Regions from separate parts of the Mus musculus genome. Here region 2 is linked to region 1. Evidence: chromatin contacts called from public ChIA-PET data. All regions are on one chromosome and are shown on one strand. The core of a region is the stretch at or near the end of the contact, and the rest is flanking DNA. Distances in the headings are between cores, read along the strand shown.

Evidence for each region. ChIA-PET counts read pairs in DNA pulled down with a chosen protein or histone mark.
Region 2: a contact with region 1 is called in an RNA polymerase II ChIA-PET map of memory CD8 T cells, with 6 read pairs. The contact joins the promoter of Zfp638 here to the promoter of Loxl3 in region 1. A contact is called at or near these places in 1 of 39 promoter capture datasets (pre-B cells) and 1 of 115 datasets of contacts at active chromatin or transcription factors (memory CD8 T cells).

What each region holds. Positions count from the first base shown.
Region 1 is chr6:83,032,094-83,036,157 of GRCm38.p6, forward strand. It overlaps Loxl3 (lysyl oxidase-like 3), which reads left to right and starts at 2,112. Exons shown (of 14, transcript NM_013586.5): 1 at 2,112-2,196; 2 at 3,362-3,704. The coding sequence starts at 3,389. Dok1 (docking protein 1) reads right to left here and starts at 1,378. Exons shown (of 5, transcript NM_010070.4): 1 at 1,278-1,378; 2 at 674-973; 3 at 442-535; 4 at 138-322. The coding sequence starts at 1,337.
Region 2 is chr6:83,912,214-83,916,378 of GRCm38.p6, forward strand. It overlaps Zfp638 (zinc finger protein 638), which reads left to right and starts at 2,140. Exons shown (of 27, transcript NM_001355286.1): 1 at 2,140-2,266.

The sequences.
Region 1 (4,064 bases), core at 862-3,361:
ATAAAAAATGAGTCACAGGCCTGACCAAGTTACTGTATCTGCACAGAAGAGACCACCTGAGAATGGAATTGTCACCTACAGCTACTCAACCTGGTAGCCCTCCCTGACGGGTCATCCTCCCAGACAGCCCCATGCACCTTGTCCCGGCCATAGCGACGCAACAGAGTGTAGGGCCAGAAAAGGAGCGGCTCCAGGATTTGACTCTGCGCACCCAAAGTCAGGAGAGTCAGCTTCTCAGCTTCCACCCTCAGTATGTAGGAGCCTTGCAAGCCGCAGCGTTCAGAAGCCTCGGTCTTCTGCGAGGTTACCCAGAACTGGGATCCTGGAAGAACACATACGAAGGAGAAGGAGCGCTGGGGCAAGTTAGGGACTCGGTTGACTCCAATCACTAGCTCCCCAAGGGCACCTCTTCAACCCACTCCATTCCTGCCAGACATCTACCTTCCCAGGTGGGGCTGTACAGCGAATTCTCCAGCATCTCCAAGGCAGAAAACTTAGGTTGGTTCTCCGTCTGCGCCAAAGCCCAGCCGCCTTTCTGCAGAAAAGGGAACATGGAAGAATTATATATAATTCTCTTGGGTCTAGGGTAGGTGCAAGAAGTCCAGTGCCTCTATAATAGCTCCATCCTCGCAGTGTCCCTTAAGCCCAGAGATGCCCACCCCCAGTCACTCACCGGAAAGGCGGTTCTGCATAAAGTCTGCACCCAGGCGGTGCTGGATACGGCGTCCGCCGCCAGCAGGTGCGAGCGCTGTGCGGTGTCCAGGCGGAAGGCAACAGCGCCGGGCTCAGGGGGACTCTCCACAGTCACCGGCACCACGCTCACACATTCAGCCAGGCGTATCATCTTGCAGTCTAGACGGCGAGAGCCGCCTCGACCCCCTCTAGAGCTCGACCCCTTGTGATCAAAGAATTCCAGCCGCGCCACGCCGTGAGGACTGGCTGGGTAAAGCACAGCCCAAGTTTTCCTCCACCTCTGGGAAAGAACGAAAGACTCGAGAGTGCGCGGTGGTAGCACGCGCCCCACAAGGAAGAAGAGACCCATGAAGGCCGATCTGAGTCTGGGGCTTCCCAGGCTGAGCTACTTTCCCAAAGATAATGGCATCCCAAGACCGCACCAAGGAGGGCACAGCCCGAGACTTTTAAGGGAACGTCTTGGGGATCTACAATTGCCCGCGCGCCGTTCCGACCTTCTTCCGGCCCCTTCCCTCTTTCTGGATTCTTTCACCCACTTCTAGTCCAGAGGGGTTTCGCCATCCCCCACGCCACAAACAAACTACCTTGGTCCCGAAGCGCTGACTCTGCAGAAAAAGCGGACCCTCCATCACAGCCCCGTCCATGGCCCAGGCGATTCCTTCCGCGCTTCCTGGCCCGGAGGGCTGGGGGCGGGGCGGGGCGGGGCGAGGCTGCAGGGTGCCGGAGGCGTGCCCGCCCCTCCCCGGCCCCTGCGGCGGTGATGGGGGAGCGGAGGGCTTGGAGGAAAACGAGCCATCAGGAAGAACTCAGGGAGAGCTCACTAAAGCCTTTATCTTTAGTGGTGCACACAGTGGCACCACTCAGGGAAGCGGTGATCACCAACCAGGGGCCCTAGTGCCTGGGGGGTGGAAGCTGAGAGTGACGACATATGTTTAACGTGACATCAGAGTGAAGGCCGTGACATCACCTGCAGGCACCTCGGGGGCGCCATAATGACCAAGGGAGCCATCGGGACAATAGTTTTCTTTGTGGGACCTTTTCTCATGGCCCAGCCCGGGAATTGGACTGGACTGTTGTTGATACTCTGTCTAGTTGGGGATGTGGAGGAACGGCTACGGGCTGGAAAGCTTCCCGTTGCCACAGGGGCCGTCCTGCTGTCCCGAAACCGTTTGCAAGTCAAGCACCCTGAATACGGCTGCCGGGCCTCCAACCTGCGGGAAAAGAAAGCTTCATTGAGCCGGGAGGAGTGGGAGGGGGTGGCGTGGCTGCAGCCAGCTCCACAGGGGAGGGGAAGATCTAGAGGAGGGAACTGGCCTGGCCGGAATGGAGGGAGAAAGCGGAATGTGGGAGGGCTCTAGGGGACGTGGGAGGGACCAACGAAGAGGGGAGAGGAAGGGGGGGTCCAGTCTCCCCTGGCCGAACACTTTTTTTCTGAGAAGTCCTGAAAGTAATCTCCAGGACCAGGACTCTGCTTCCAGCCTCTGGAGTTGTGCCTAGTCGAAGGTAGGGGAGTTACTGCTGGCCAGCGGGAAGAGGAGTTGGGGATGGAGAGGATGGTGGACCAGGAGAAACGCTGATTTGGGATGGAGTCGGGAAAGCCAACCAACTGACAGTTTTATTATTGGTCAAGGAGCGAAACAGAAGAGTGGAAAGCTGAGCAAACTGTTGGGGATGGAGGCTTCAGGGTGCAATTTGCAGGCCCTACGCTGAACACCAGGGCTTCGGAGCCAAATGCCCCCAGAACAAAGCTGTCTTGTCTGAGTTGGGGGAAGCAATGGAGGGCCCCCCTTACTGTGGAGGACTGTTTTCAGCCTCGGATAGAGAAGGCCTGAGCTGGGGAGCTAGCCCTAGCTTCTGGTTGCCCAGTGACAGAAAAAGAGGTGTTCCAGGGAGCTTGGATAACTCCATACCAAACCCTGCCCAGCTTGAAGCCTAGGTCTCCTGGAGTCCCTGACCCTGCAGCATATTTGCCAGCCCATGTGCTAGGGAGGGTGGCAGAAGGTTCTCCTACTCCGGTTAGCCTCGGCCCTTCCTGCATGGGCATCTGCCCCCATAGGAAACTGAAGAGTCTTCTCATTCATAGTGCTGAGATTTCCAGGGCTGGGCTCCCAGGCTCCCCTTGCCTGTGATGCCATCTGTCTGTCTAACTGCATGGGTCTTGCTGTCATTTCTCCTGTGCCTGCACCTTGGCTTTTATTCCCTCTCCTCATGGTTTTTGCCTCTCTGTGTCATTCCCCATTACTCTGTGCTTTGGTTTTTTTGGTTTGATTAAAACCATCTATCCATATTCAATGTGTCTCTCACCCCGTGCCTTTCTGTTTTTTCCCCTTCGTTCCCACAGTCTCCCTTCCTGTCACATCCTGTCTGGGTCGTCCTCTCTGTGTCTCTTCCCAATATCTCTGTTTACCCAACCCATCCGTAGACTCTCCATCTCTAACCCATACCCACCCCATGGATGAAAGTAAATAGAGATGATGGTGTTGGTGGTAATGATGGCCAAACCAGGGAAGGTTATGGTGGGACACTAACCACAAGTTATAAGTTTTATTATTTGCAAAGGGAAAGGAGAGTCTCCCTCGCCCCCAATCTAGGTCTCTAGGGCTGTGCCTGTTTTCTTTGTGTTCCTACCCTCATTCAGTGTGTGTGTCTCTCCTTCTCTGTCCCTTAGTGCCCCCCTCCTTGGGCCCCACCCGCCATGAGAGCTGTCAGTGTGTGGTATTGCTGCCCATGGGGACTACTGCTGCTACACTGTCTGTGCAGCTTCAGTGTGGGGTCTCCGTCTCCTTCTATCAGCCCAGAGAAGAAGGTAGGAAGCCAGGGGCTGAGGTTCCGGCTGGCTGGCTTTCCTAGAAAGCCCTATGAAGGTCGAGTGGAGATACAGCGAGCTGGTGAATGGGGCACCATCTGTGATGATGACTTCACGCTGCAGGCTGCCCATGTCCTCTGCCGGGAGCTGGGCTTCACAGAAGCCACAGGGTGGACCCATAGTGCCAAATATGGCCCTGGAACAGGTGAGCGATGCTCTGGACTAGCCCGGACATTATCTAAGTGCAGTTCAAGTACATAGAAAAGAACAAAACACCTTAATGGCACAACCAAAGGGACACGGGACACCAAGAATGGGCAGAATCAAGCAAACCCACAGATTATAAACCATCTAACATACTAATTTCAGGGCCATGTGACCTGAAGCTAGCCAGTACTCTCCAGGAGCCTCCAGTGTTCCATGTGTACAGTGAGAAGGGGGCTATGTTCTCTTCCACAAAGTGAGACTCCATAGAGCTATGCACAAAGACAGCCCAGTGCAGGGGAGCCCTGGGTGATCCAAGTGCAGTCGACTCAGTGATAATATGAGGGCAGGTGAATGGTAT
Region 2 (4,165 bases), core at 890-3,389, 880 kb after region 1:
AGTTGATTCAATAATCTACCCTTTTGTCCTATTATTCCTATATCTCCCCCCTTTTTTTCCATCCCCTCTTCCCCCCCTTCCCCCTAACACTAGGTAGGAGAGAAAAAAGGATAAAGAGAAAAAGAGGAGATCCTTGAATCTAACCTCCTATACTTGGTTTCCTTCCTGATCACGACCATTTACAACTTGTGATCAACCCCCCTTTAATGATGACAAACTTCCATCACCCATGAAATGACCATAAAACCACCCACCCCACCTTTTGGGAGTGAGGCTATCATTCTCTTAAATTGCCTCCAGCTGTCTGGGGTGAGGGCATCCTCTGGGGGCCCTAAGAAAATTGAGATATGGGCCAAGTTCTGGGAAAGCTAGCTTTATCATTTGCTGTCAATCCCTATGTGATGGGAAAGTGCAGAGCATAACTGAAGCTCTGGCTGGAACAATCCTCGAGACTGGACCAATTGAGCTAGCTGTCTGCTGCCAAGCGTGTACCTAAAGCCTTATGGGGGGTTCCCTATGATCTGTTGACTGAGGGAGAGAAGTCTAGGACCTGGCTTACTGGCAGTCCTGAACATTATACCTGCACCACCAAGAAGTGGACAGCTGCAGCATTACAACTCCTTTCTGGATTGTAGTTCATTCCAGAGTCCATATAGACCCATTAAACGTTGTGCTTCTTTCTGGATGGTGGGAGGATCCAGGTACAGTAACTTACCTTTCACCTTGGAAGGAATATCTCTGCTTGCTCCACACCACTGGACTCCTAAAAATTTCACCGAGGAGGATGGTTCTTTAATTTTTATTTTTTTTAATTTGTAATTTCTTGTTTTTTTGTTTGTTTGTTTGTTTTTTTTGTTTTGTTTTTTTTTGTTTTTTGTTTTTTTTTTCAAGACAGGGTTTCTCTGTGTAGCCCTGGCTGTCCTGGAACTCACTCTAGACCAGGCTGGCCTCGAACTCAGAAATCCACCTGCCTCTGCCTCCCAGGTGCTGGGATTAAAGGCAGTTCACCACTGTCCTGCAGTCCTTTAATTTTTTTGAACTAGCTTATATTGGCATAACTGAGTCAATTTAAAAAGATAGAACATTGAAGAAAACAGTTAAAAAAATTTTAGCCCAATCTTTTTCATGGGTAAAATCAATCAGGATTATAGATGTTCACCACTCAGGTAGTTTATTTTTTGAATTCTGAAATGATATAAAAATTTTTCAATATTAGTCTTTTGACTTAAACTTTTTTTTTAGAATTATTTATTTATTTTATGTATATGAGTACACTGTAGCTGTCTTCAGACACACCAGAAGCAGTCATCAGATCCCATTACAGATGGTTGTGAGCCACCATGTGGTTGCTGGAAATTGAACTCAGGACCTCTGGAAGAGCAGCTAGTGCTCTTAACAGCTGAGCCATCAATCAGTTCAGCCCTTAACTTTTATTCCTTTCTAATTTCCCATTTTATTATTCTATCTATTTTGTGTTGTTTGAGACAGGGATGTGTAGCTTTGGTTGTCCTGGAACATCTTCTGTAGACCAGGCTGGCTTCTTTCCCAGATTTCTGCCTGCATCTTGCCTGTCAAGTGCTGAGATTAAAGGCCTGTACCAACACTGCACGGTGTAATTTCCCATTTAAGAGGTGGGAGATAAGGGCTGGAGAGATGGCTCAGTGGTTAGGAGCACTGACTGCTATTCTGAAGCTCACGAGTTCAAATCCCAGCAACTACATGGTGACTCACAACCATTCCTAATCTGGGGTGCCTGAAGACAGCTACAACGTACTTGGGTGTGGAGGCACACACTTATAATTCCAACAGTTGGAAGGCAGAAGCAGGTGGGATCTATGTGAGTTCAAAGTTCCAGACCTTTTCTTTAAAAAGGGGGCGATGGGAGTGAGCAGTAAAAGCGAGAATATGTTAATAAGTGAATGTTACGTTGTGATACTGAGGGAATAGTAATCAGAGAAGGCTTCATGGAAGAGAAGAGGGATGGTTTGCAGGTTCTAAAATCTTGAGTGATGTTACCCAGACCGCTGCAGGTGTAGGACCAGCCATAGCTGGCGATCGCCCCCTTCTGGCAGAGGGCGGCCTTGTCCCCCGACAGCGTCTCTGGAGAACGCGGAGCCTGAGGCACGCAGGCGCAGTGAGCGGACGAGGGCTTTAGGCGAAGATGCGCATGCGTGTAGTCCCATGGAGGCGGTAGCTGCTTCATCGCGGTGACTGGAGGCCGAGTGCTAAACTGTGTGGGGCACGGATGGGATCCAGCTGTTAGTCGGTAGGCATAGGTAGGGCCGCTGCCTTGCGGGGAGCCGGGGACTGGAAGGCAGAGGTCCTTAGCGCAGGCCCCGAGCGGTCCCTGCCAGGTCGCGGTCGACTATTGTATGTGTCGCAGCCGCTGCGTACAAGATGGCGGCGGCGGGGCGGGTGGAGCTGAGGGACCCCGGGTGGGCCTCGGCCGTGGCCTGTTTCCCCTCGCCACTCGCCGACCGCGCCGTCGCGCCGCAGTGCCCGTGGGCGCAGCCGCCGGATGCTGCTGCTCTGAGGAGGAGCGGGCGGCGCCCTCGGGGAGTCCGGCTGCCCCTTCCCCAGCGCCGCGGGTCTGCCGCTCCCCAGGCCTGACAGCTAGCGGGAAGACCGCCGCGTGCCCGAGCGCCTTTCGGAGCCCCGCGGGCCGCGTGCGCCCTTAGTCGGGCTGGAAGAGCTTCCTTGCAGGGGGCTGGGAGCGGGGTGTGCGGGCTGTTGTGGGCCAAGCGCCCCAGTGAGCACCGAAGCCGAGATTGTCGGCCCTGGGATGTCGTCGAAAATGGCGGTGACACTTCCACATTCTTAGAGGAGTCGTGAACACTGATGTGGGGATACATGCTTGTGTTGGTGTGGTTCCTAGCTTGGGGAAGAGCGGAGAGGTCTGTACACCGACTCTCATCCCCGAGGATGTGCCAGACGTCCTTTGTTGTTTGAAGTAATTGCCTATGAGGGAGTCTCAGTATTACAAAATCTTTGAGCTTGACAGTGATTGTAGCCTCGAGCTATTTAATATTAAAATTACCCTTTGGCAGTTTGGGAATTCTGGAAGGCGCACTCAATGTGAAAAGTTCTGAAGAAAAGCTTCTTACCAGGATCCACCCGACCATGTGGAGTCAATCTTTCCTAACCAGTTTGGAAATTGTTCACTCTCACATAAAATTCTCCCTCTCTTCATTTTGTGTATGATGGGTTAACTTGTTTTTCAGGGGAGTTGTGTTTACTGCTTAATTTTAGAAATTTAAAATGACAGACTGGAAAAAGATTACAAGAAAAATTAATGTAAAGCTGTTAACACAGAAAAATAAAGTTGTTTATTACATTTTTTCAAAATGTTATTAATGATTATACACTTAAGATTTAGTGGGCTCAAGCTGCTTTACAAATTTTGACTTTTATATTTCCATATTCTGTAATGTGTACTTTCATATTTGTAGAATCCAAAATGTAATATACTAAAATATGCTAGACCATTCCCCGCCTTATCATTTGTGTAGGAACCAATGGGTAAAGATAAAACAGTTGAAAGAAATTACAAAAATCTCCTTCATTTGTTTTGATTAGCTGGTTTTCAAATGTGTTCATGACACATACATAACCTTGTACATTGAATACGTTGTAGTTTTCTGCATTTGTTATGGAATGTGCTTTTTACCATAAATTCTAGTTCTAAAAAAGGTTGTCTCAGTCATCATTTTCTGGGTGTTGTAAGAGTGTTTTAAGATCTCTGAGACTTTGGTTTTTATGTAATAAATAAAAATGAGGAGTCTAATGGGCAGAGAATAGGTTTTGGAACCAAAAGTTATGGATTCAAATCCTTTTTGCTCTTATTATGTGTGAGACTTTAGTTGTTTTAGTCTTTCTGAACTTTTGTTTTCTTTTTTTTTTTTTTTTTTTTTTTAAAGATTTTTTATTTATTATTATAGTAAGTACACTGTAGCTATCTTCAGACACACCAGAAGAGGGAGTCAGATCTTGTTACAGATGGTTGTGAGCCACCATGTGGTTGCTGGGATTTGAACTCTGGACCTTCGGAAGAGCAGTCGGGTGCTCTTACCCACTGAGCCATCTCACCAGCCTCCGAACTTTTGTTTTCTTATTTGTAAACTTGCACTACTTGTTTGCCCTTTCTTTTAGTACACTGAGATCCAGT